2 separate regions of the Anas platyrhynchos genome follow, and region 2 is linked to region 1. The links are chromatin contacts, called in public Hi-C maps. All regions are on one chromosome and are shown on one strand. The core of a region is the stretch at or near the end of the contact, and the rest is flanking DNA. Distances in the headings are between cores, read along the strand shown.

The links. A called contact is a pair of places that touch in the nucleus more often than the background predicts.
Region 2: a Hi-C map of subcutaneous adipose tissue shows a contact between it and region 1, with 2.0 times the contacts expected there. The contact joins two enhancer-like sites. A contact is called at or near these places in 2 of 8 Hi-C or Micro-C datasets (skeletal muscle and subcutaneous adipose tissue).

The regions. Positions count from the first base shown.
Region 1 is chr9:758,027-763,223 of IASCAAS_PekinDuck_T2T, reverse strand. No RefSeq gene overlaps it. Among named protein-coding and RNA genes, the nearest start is that of SUCNR1, 19 kb to the right of the region's middle. Within about 2 kb of position 2,498, at least 4 of the 8 cell types and tissues checked have an H3K27ac peak or open chromatin away from gene starts, as enhancers often do. A contact at or near this core is called in subcutaneous adipose tissue, where this site is marked.
Region 2 is chr9:850,491-855,687 of IASCAAS_PekinDuck_T2T, reverse strand. It overlaps MBNL1 (muscleblind like splicing regulator 1), which reads right to left. Exons shown (of 10, transcript XM_027464637.3): 10 at 3,361-5,197. Among named protein-coding and RNA genes, the nearest start is that of P2RY1, 25 kb to the left of the region's middle. Within about 2 kb of position 3,042, at least 5 of the 8 cell types and tissues checked have an H3K27ac peak or open chromatin away from gene starts, as enhancers often do. A contact at or near this core is called in subcutaneous adipose tissue, where this site is marked.

The DNA.
Region 1 (5,197 bases), core at 1,249-3,748:
CAAGAGTCACACAAAACTCCTTGGAACCTCATATATTTTACAGTAATCAGAGGAACTGTTAATGAGAACAGGATAATTATAACTAAACATTAATTCCCCTCTATTTATTTTGGTACCAAGGTCAATTCTGATATTATTTCTTCCCTTGCCAAGTTGTATCAAGTACTATGCCCAAAGGTATTGTAGCTCAGTTAGGAAGAAAACAAAGGATGTATTAACCTCTGATGGTAACTGGAAAATTAATTTCTGGCTTCTTTGAGTACACCACTGAAATCACACTGGGAAATAACAGAAGTTAAAACAAAGGAGAGGGCCTCACAGAACGGCTCCACAAACAACACCAGGACCAACGATGAAAGATGCGTGTCTGGTCCTGGGTGAGAGAGCTGAAGCATAACCCTTGTCCTAAGGTGCATAAAGTAAAGCTTTGACTTAGAAGTGCTTTTACAGAACTAAATCCATCTAAAATGACTCATGATTCTCAGGTAGGTGAAGCAAAACGTGAGGTGAGAAGCAGGGTGCTGACGGTCCTGCCCCCGGAGCCGGGCCGCCCCATCTCTGCAGCCCAGGCTGGCGTACAGCTGGGATGGGACCTGCAGGTTCATTTGGGCACCTGCTACCATGGGGCCTCCAGAGAGCCGTGTTCCCATTACGTACACTGCTCGTTGTATGCCATGCAGCTCGCTGAAGACCAAAAAATTTCATCAAGCAAGGCTTCTCGTGCACCCCTACGAGCTGTTACACAGCCGTACTGTCCAGCAGGCAGCGGGTTGGGGAACACAACATGACAGCACGCTCATTCCCCCACGTTAGAGGGCCTGCCCCGAGAAAGGAGGGCCTCCTCCTCCACAGCGCTGCAGCGGACAGGACAGATCAGACACATCGCTCCGGCCAGCCCAGAAACGCTCATTTTTAGCCTTAGCGCACCACTATGCTGCGCAGGCATTTCCCCCATGGAAGCCCTCGTTTTCCTCCCCCTCTGCTCCCAGCACACAGACCCCGTGCAGCACATGCTGTGCCCAGACCGTGGCTCCTTGCGTCCCGGCGCAGAGCAGGGCTCCCGCTGCCCTGGCCAAGCTACACCCACACGCCTCATTTTCCTTATTTTCCAAGATATTTAACCCCATCTGACACCTGTAAGAGGTCCAGGTTCTCTGCAAGGTAATGAACACACTGCTCCCTGAGGGACAGCTGAGCAGCTCAGGCAAAAAAGAGAAGCCTGGAATTCTGAGTAACTTTTTTTTCCCTAAAAAAGCATGGATTACTAGTTACTGAAGCCTAACACGACTATTTTGGCTTCTTTATTGCCAGATTTACTTGTAAAAAAATCACAAACTTCTGCCTAAGTGAGAAATGAAAGAAAAGGCTTCCTCATCAACACGCAGACAGGCTCAGGAATAAGCAAGTGACGTGCTGCGCAGAGCAAACCCGGGCGCACCCGCAGCCACAGGCTGCCACAGCCGGCGGCCCCAGCAGCACCGCGCTCCCCGTGCCCCACGGCTGCCTGGCCTCGCTCTGCAGGGCCGCGGGTGGCAGGCGAGAAAGCGACCAAAGGCAGTGTCTGCTGGGGCACTCGGGCAGAGAAGGCTTTTCGGGGAAGCTGCAAACACCAGATGGCTCCCCCGGGAAAACACAAACAAACACAAAACCACGGCGCGCAGCGGAGCCATGGGCTGCAGATCGTGGCGGCTACGTCAGGGTGCCGGCAGCTTCGTGCTGCCTCCCAGTAACTACAGCACGGCTGCAGACAGATGAATACAAATGCAGCTTCCGTGCTGCCACTGTGGTCAGAATGACACCTTGTAAAAGCATGAGTGACTCCAGTGATCCGCTACCCAGGGACGTGAATGGAGAGTGGCCAGGCGGGGTCCCCGCAGTGCCAGCCCCACTGGGGCAGGGGAGCTGTGCCCGCTGCCAGGGCCGTGCCGTGCTGGGGGTACCAGCGGAGCAGCCCCCGTTACCCATCGCTGGGGATCGGTCGTGCAGACTGCAGCTTGCACTTGAAACAGCCCAAATTCTATGCTTACAGCAGCAGCAAGCGGCTGAGCTGAAAAAACTTCCCAGGTAGTCTGAGGAAAGAAAAAATTCACCTTCGGTACCCCATTACAACGCTCAGGTCGGTGCCCACCACATCACCCTGCTCAGCACGCGTGCGACCAGGCATGGCGGGGACACTTGTGCCACAGGACCCATCAAGCAGACACAGCTTCTACCACAGGAGGAGGCATCCCATTTTTCAAACACCTTAGGAAAAAGGTGTTTGGCACTCAAAGGCAGCATCAGGTTTCAGCACTGGCTGCCAGAATTTTTGCAAGGAACTGTCCTTCAGGCTTTCCATGCACCTCTGTTTTCCGTGCACAGAAGACTCTGAAGTTTTCCAGGAGAACTCCCTAAAGAAGTGCTCTTCTTGTTTCCCCTTTCAGCTGATCCATGCCAAGAACAAGCAGTATTTGCCAAGACCAAAATTCCTTTGCAGGGAGGCTCCCCTGTGACTCGCCAGTGCCGCGCTCCGTGGGCTGGTGCTGCACCTGCCCTTGGGCAAGCTGTGCCCTGGCCTCACGCTGCCTGCACAACCCTGCAAACCTGAGCAGGGAAGGAAAAGCACCTCCCAAAACCTCCGTGTGAGTATGCAGTGTGATGTTAAGCTGATGTCTGAGCCTTTGTAAGATCAAGAGTTGTTGTTTTCATGCCGTTCAATCCCAATTTAGCAGTGAATTATTTCCTACTCTGTATACATTCCTGTTGCGAAGCCACCTGTAGCTGTGGGTACCATTGCTTGCTTCATGCAAATTTCAGTAAAGCCACCCAAATCTCTGGCAATGACGAGGAAATCATACGCAGCAGTGAGCTGACGTATGAACAAAGCATCCCTGCGAGATCTCCATCTCACACGACGTGAGAAGCATGAACTGCGGGCACTGTGACAGGAACAGGCATTTGAAGAGCTGACCCTTGTTCCCCCCGCAGGACCTGGGGGTCCACCCGTGGCCAAGGGGCATCAGGCACCCCGGACATGTCCTCAGGCAGGGAGTGCTGGGCCAAGAGCTCTGCCCGCCTGCCCCAGGCTTTCCCCATGGCTGGGACCCACGCCAGAACCCACAGGCACCGGGGCAGCCGTGGGGTGGCATGGCCCCAGCACCACTGGGGAGGCACAGCCAAGTTCTTGAGGAGAGCCTGAAACTTGCCATAGGGTGATCAAATGCATTGGGTGGTAATGCCATGAAGAGCTCCCTAAAACGCACAGAAATTAATTGAAAATGAGATAAGATAAAACAACCTGAGTATCCAATAGGCACTAAAAATAAATTGCTTTCCCATATCAGGAAAAAGTTATTTCCCCACAACAGAACACATACATGAAACCTCAGACAAAACAACCTTGCTTAGGGTAGCAGATTCATGAATGATTCCCAGCAAACACACTAATACGTTTTGAAATACACAACACAAACCAGAATTTGTCCCTGTACCATAAAGAAAGAAAAAAAAAAATTAGAAAGGTAAAATATTTTTAAGCAGAGAAAAAATACATTATTAGATTTAAAGTTATGGTAATCTGAACTACATACATAATCTTTTTAATTCAGGCCTTTGTAGCAATGTACTATAACAGGATAATGTTTGTTTTTACTGGCTGCTACTTGCCCTGCAGAAATCAGGAGCCATTGTGCTCGTTCAGGAGGAGGATTTCCTCTAGTAAACTTGCCAGTACAAAAACAATCACACATTCCGATAGCTTTATTTGGTTATAAGAATGGTAAACTCGTAAGGCAGTATGAGCTATTCCATAGAAAAAGATTAGATGTAGGCAGCCCAAGGTTCACCCATTTAAAGTAACACAAGTTCGAAAGTTTCCATTAGCTGATTATAGGAAATAAGACATAATTATTTTCTTGGCTTTTTTTTTTTTTTTTAAAGGAAAAAAGAGAGTCCATTTTTTTTTTCTAAAGCTAGCTTGCACCAGCTACCACAAGGCACATGGAAATGGCACATTTTAATGATTCAGACATTTGAGTCATTTGCCTTATAAGCAGAGGATCGAGGTGTAACACAGCCCAAGCTCCCACGCGTGCATTCCCCTCGTAGCCTGCTGCAGACTGGCTCCTGGCTGGTAGTCTGGGTTACATTTGATTCCATACTTTCATTTACACAGGACATTTCTGAGTACTTCTGCTTGTAAACCAGCTTTATAGTATAGTATTTTTGCACATTATCTCACATTTGCTGCATCTGCAACAATTTATATGACTAGAAAAGGGAGACCTTGTAAAAGCTTATTGATTTGAATAAATATCTGAAGTACACTTCAGGGACCTGTTGCTGAAAAAGCAGAAGGAAGCAATATAGCACATCAAAGCACTCCTATTTCTAATTTTATATTAAATTTGATATTGAGATGCTTATTAAAGCAGTATTTTCCACTGCAAGATACACAGTATATAATTTTCTTTGAAGAAGTTCTAAACTTCTCTAAAAACCCTCTAACAGCTTGCTAATGCTTAGCATGCAGCTACACGTTCTACACGTTTTATAACACACACTCCTATAGAATCCCTCTGAATGTATCTTAGCAAATCACTATTAATCATACATAGCATGAATAAGTAGCAATCTTGTAAGCTGGATACAGTCCAATTATATTTTAATATTCACTCTATTAAGGAAAAAAAATCAGACTGAGTAGAAACCAGAGGAACCCCCTAACAAATCAGTGATGCTGCTCAGACGTACCTTACAGCATGGAGCTGAGTGTTCCCCTGTTAGATCGACAACACGACAGTGTTACACCACGATGGGGCCTCAAAGCAACCAAAACCCACGGGAACAATGGTCTGAGCTCCCAGGCGGTCTGCATGGTGCCCATCACAGCATCGCCCCAGTTCCTCAGACACCCCACTGCTGCTTCTCACCTTGCAAACAGAAACCCCTTAGGGAGAGCGGCTCTCTGCTAAGCTGACAAAGCCCAAGCCGTGCCTGTGGCTGCAGCTGGAGACATGCAGGCAGTCCTGTCCGCAGAGCCAGGAGCTGAGCCAAACACCCCCCCTCCCTCTTCACCCCTTCCACCCCACCAAACCCATGGGTGCAGCTCCCCAGCCTGCCCCTCACCCTCCGCCGCCTGCCCCAGGGCCCTGCACCAGAGCACCACCGGCATTTCCTGGCCATCACCCACCCAGGGTTCCCCAGTTCTCCGTGACAC
Region 2 (5,197 bases), core at 1,793-4,292, 92 kb before region 1:
AGCAGTGGGACGGCGGCAGGACAGCAGGATGGTGGCAGGATGGTGGCAGGACGGTGGCAGGACGGTGGCAGCCCCTGCAGAGCTCCTGGTGCCCAGGCAGGGCAGGCACGGCTCCAGGAGCACCAGCGTCACCGGGTGCGTTGCATCCCCAGACAAACTCCTCACCTTGCAGCCTCACTGAGGTCTTCCAGCCACCGGAGAGGGTTGCTCGTTAAGGAATACGTGTAAATATTTCTGTTGTCACTTGCATCTAGACATTTTGTCAGCAAAGTGATCGTGTCAGGACACAGAGCATCACTGCCGCTGCAGTGTCCCGGTGCGCTGCCCACCTCCAGCTGGTTCCTCTCCATCTGCACACCCACCGGAGAGCCTGCAGTTGGCTCCGGCCCCGCCGCTCGTTAATGACTGACTCATCAGCAGCACCGCCGCCTGACTCACCAGCCCATGGCACTCAGCTGCCGGGTCCCTGCGCTCACGGTGCCACCCCGAGGTGCTGCTGCCCCTCCGTGCGCTGCTGGGGCAGGGGCACCCCGCAGCCCCGAAGGCCCCCCGGCAGCTATTGCCATCCACCAGGAGCACGCTCTGCCTGCACAGAGCTCCCCCGGGCTGTGTGCAGGATTTGGGGTGGAAGCACCGCAGGACAGCGTTGCCAAAGAGCCAAGCGCTGCCAGTCCCGGCACGTGGCTGCCTGCGGGGCGCGGGCACCTGGCGAGGGCTGCCCAAGTGCCGCAGTTTGGCAGCTCCGGCCTCTGCTTCCCAAACAGCGCCGCTCAGGAGCCCTCCCCCAGGTGCAGGCTGCCCGGTGGCCCCTCTCTGGCACCCCTGGGCTGGCACCTGCATGAGATTTGTCACCTGTCTGCCACCATTGCACCCATGTGCAGTGCCTACCACCCGCTGCTCCAGCACATTTGTGCTCTGTCCTCTGCTCACTGTCCAGTCTCAAGACTAAACCCAAACAGACAGCTGCTGATTCGGCCCTATAAAATGTCATCAAGCCACAGGCTGCAGGGAAAGCACGGAGCTCCTGAAACAGGCCACTCCAAGCTGCAACCAAAAGGTGAATAGAAATAATTCCATTGAAGACTAAATGGAAATTCCACTGCAGCAGCTACTAGAGAACCAGCACAGCTGCAGAGGAGCGCTCTGGCCAGGCACGTCACCATCCCGGCACGTTACAGCCTCTGTAATTTCCCTGTAGCCAGCCACGGCCCATGCGGCCCTGGCAGCATCCTCAGAGCCACTGCACAGGGCTTGTCTGAACGGGACCTGGTGAGCGAGCCACGGCTCACCGCTCTGCGGGGCTCTGGCTGTCGGTGCCGCGCAGCTCTCACCGCAGGCAGCCGCTGCCCACGGCGCCAGCTTGGAGCTTGCCGACTTTGGAGCTTGCAGCAGTCACTGCAAAGCCATTCGGTGCTCAGGACAACACAGGTAGGAGTGAAACACAGCCCCAGGGCTTGCCCCACGCTTCAATGATGCACGTTCACCAAACAGCACAAGGTTGTTTTATCGAATGGATACAGCTGAAGAGATTAATGTACCTGGCTTTAGGAGAAATTAATGGAGCAATTAATTGTCTAAGTGACCTGAGGAGGGGATGCTGAGAGAAGCAAAGCAGCTCCCGTAGCCAGCTTCATCGGGCAGGGGGGATTCAGATCAGTTCCCTCAAGCTCCCCTCCGTGCTCCTTTCTGTTCTGTATCTGCAGCTCTATTTTAGGAGGAAAGTTTCAATCCAGCACAGATGTTCAGAGCCGGGTTTCATGCAGCAACAATCTTTTCACATCACTCTGCTTTTTGCACTCCAGATTACTAATGCAGGAAGAGCTGCAGCCAGAGCTGGCTGTCGGTGGCTGGAATGAGACACCGAATACATTTTCCCCCTTGGATGAGCGCTGCGGGTGCCGGCAGGTGCAGGATACCCTCAGTCACCTTCACGGGCACCTCCTGCATCCCTCCTCCCCCAGACCAGCTCTGGAGCAGTGTGGCACAAGGAGGCCATCCCCAGACACAGCGGGCTGGGCTCCAGCAGCGCCCGGTGCCCCCCGGCCCAGCAGTGAAGGGAAGCCCTGGGGGAGAGATGCTTTCCTAACCCAGGAGAGCCCCCGGCCAGTTCCCCGGTGCTCGGCCCCGCTGCCCGCCCAGGGCTGTGTGGTGCTGCCCGTGCCAGCTCGCAGCATCACGCCGCACGCAGCCAGCCCTGCAGCTCGGGAGCGCAGCGGCTCTCAGTGGCTGGCTCCGGTTTTTATCCTCCGCTAACGAGAGCGCAGTGACTGAGGGAGCTGGGTACTGAGCCAGGCCTCTCCAAACGCTTCCTTTAATGAGTTCAGCACTTCTCGCACTTAGGCTGCGGTGAGTTCAGCAGCCACGGAAGGCGGGAGCAAGCTGGAAGCCTGCAGGCACAGCTCCAGCCCGGCCCAGCTCCGGCCCATCCCAGCACCTCTCGGTGCTGCTGGCCCTGGGGCGCACACAGGGACCCCCCGCCACTGGCACACGCATGCCCCAGGGCACCCTGTGCAGATGAGAATCTCCTCCTGGTGCTTGGTTCTGCACAGGGGGGGCACGAAGCTGGCAGGCACAGGTCCGCCTGTGGCCTTACCAAGCCGACCCGCTCGGCTGGGACCCAGCCCTCAGCACAGGGCAGCTCGTTGCAGCGGGAGCTCCCCTGACGCTGCGTGCTCTTAGTACTAACAGTGAGGTGCACAGCCCATGGAGTGTAAAGCTTTTAAAAAGCAGCGATACTGAGAGGAAGGTAGAAAGCGCAAACTTCCCTTTCCTGGACTAGAGGCATGCACAGCACACCTCTAAATGCCTTTTCTGTGAGCTGCTCCCCAGCTTTGCTAACACCTAACACAGGGCAGCCTTCGTGAGAATCGGCTGCTGTGTGTGCCAGAGGCCAAGGCATGCACTCAGGGTTAGCTTTTTGAATTTGTGATTTTTTCAGTCACAGCTCTGATGAGTTTTTTATGGGAAGGAGCCGAGCGCAGGCAGGCGGCGTGGTCGGGCTCCCTCTAACGTCGGCCCCGGCTGCTCGGCTCCGCTGTGCCAGGGCTGGGTGCGTGCCCAGGGCACCGTGTGCTGCTCCCGTCTGGGACGTGCAGCCCAGAGGCTGCTCTGATCCACGCTGTCCCCTTTCTCTACATTTACCCTCTATGTTTGGTATAATAACGCCCTCTGTACTTACCATTCCCAACACGCAGTCTGTACATTTATCACAGCACGTGCTGCAAAAGAGAAACCCCCGGTGTCAGCATTTGGCCTTTTTCCCCACAAATAATGTCCCTGCAGTCACACAAATACACAGTAAAGTGAAAATGTACACAAAAGGAGGTGCTGTGGTTTTCAACGTGATATAGAAAAACGTAATTAAGAAAGAGAACTTTTATTAGGGCAATTTCACTTTATTTTTCCATACAGCAAGGTCAACTATAGCAGTAATAATAAAATAAGCATAAAAACAAATTGCAGCCCAGGACAGAGTACATAATTTGGAGCAACTACAAGCAAAAGTAAGTCTGTGATTACATAATAGTAAAACCAAGCACATCTGTCCTTTCAGCAGATGAAAGTTGCGGGGTTGCAAATAAGTGCAACTTATTCGTTATTCAGTATGAGTACTGGAGAGATCAGATAAAGGAATGGCCCGATCGCTTCTTCTTTCCAGCTTTGGCATAAATAATGACAAGGCGTCTTGAATGCTTTCCATTAAAACTGTAAAATTTCTTTTTTTTTTTTTCTGTTTTTTTTTTTCACCTGCTAAAAGAACAGGACCACTACAGCAATAAAAAATAATCACATAACAACTACAGCTACGGTGTGCTGTTTGGTTTGCCTGTTCATGATTCAACTTTTTTGTGAAAGTCAGTATTTGTTTTGAAGAATCTTTTTTGTGAACAATAAACCACTGAAATTGTCAGAAACTGGTTTGAATAGTATATACCTTTAATATATTTTTGATACTTTAAACATGCAGTAGTTTTTGAATAATGTACGGAATATTTGATCCATGATTTCACCTTGATGGTTTGAAGTACCTGCTTTTTTTTTCTTTTTTTTTCTTTTTTTTTTCTTTTTTTTTTATTAATGATTTTCAGGCAGATTTGAACCAGTGGAGCTTTTGTCAGTCATGAGATCTTGGAAGGATGGCATATCTTTCCAGCTGAAAAAATCCTGGCAAACTACAAGCTGTCCACATAAAGCAAAGCAACTTTTTTGAAGGGGTATGGAGTGCTAACTCTGTGCCACTTTTGCAAGCAATTTTGTTCAGCCTGTCATTTTATTAGCCTTAACAAAACTCCTTGTAATTATAGACATTTTTATTCAAAATAAGATCTTACTATTATACAGGTTTCTCTCTTTTTTGACTATATACAGAAGTGCAAAAAGTCAACCTTCTCTCTATACGTTCCCACATGCTAAACTGCAGCATAATCAACCCTCAAGAGTTTGCACACACACACTATAATTCTTGTTACGTAAACTTTGAGTATTTGGATTATCAACAAAACGTCCCTTGATCTATTGATTATGCAGCTTATTTATAACAAGGCCTGATATTCAGGGATTTCAAAAAATATTTAAACAATATTTTAACATTTGAAATGGATACAGTAGAAAATAAATTTTATTCTAATATCTAGGAACTAGATTTTCTCATAATAACTAATTACAAACAAAATAAATCATCAAAATATTACTCAATTGTCTGCCAGGATTGTTGCGATAGCAACAACTTAACTTCTTACTTAGCAATGATTATATAATTATAAGATATCCATATAAAAGATCTTTGTTCTTTTAATGAAAACTAGACAAGAACTAACAATGACTGACATTCTTACATTGTAATATTAAATCAGTAAAATATAAATCATTTAGTCAACAATAATACGAATATTCATATGACACTACATGTAAATTCAAAACTGAGTATGTTATGAAGAACACTACTTTTTTTTTTGTATTTTGAAAAATTCATCAGTAAACTCTAATAAAACAAAATTCTATAAACTGAAATGGTATTCAACTGGTAATAGAAAATGAAAACAATCTAATAAATGTAAGAAATAAAAACTACACTTTTAACAAGAAAAAAATAAGTAATATTCTATAATGTTAAGTAACTACAATAACATGTGAAGTCACCTATACTTTCTTAACACGATTGAAATTACATTGGTATGGGTTTTAACCCGTAATGTAA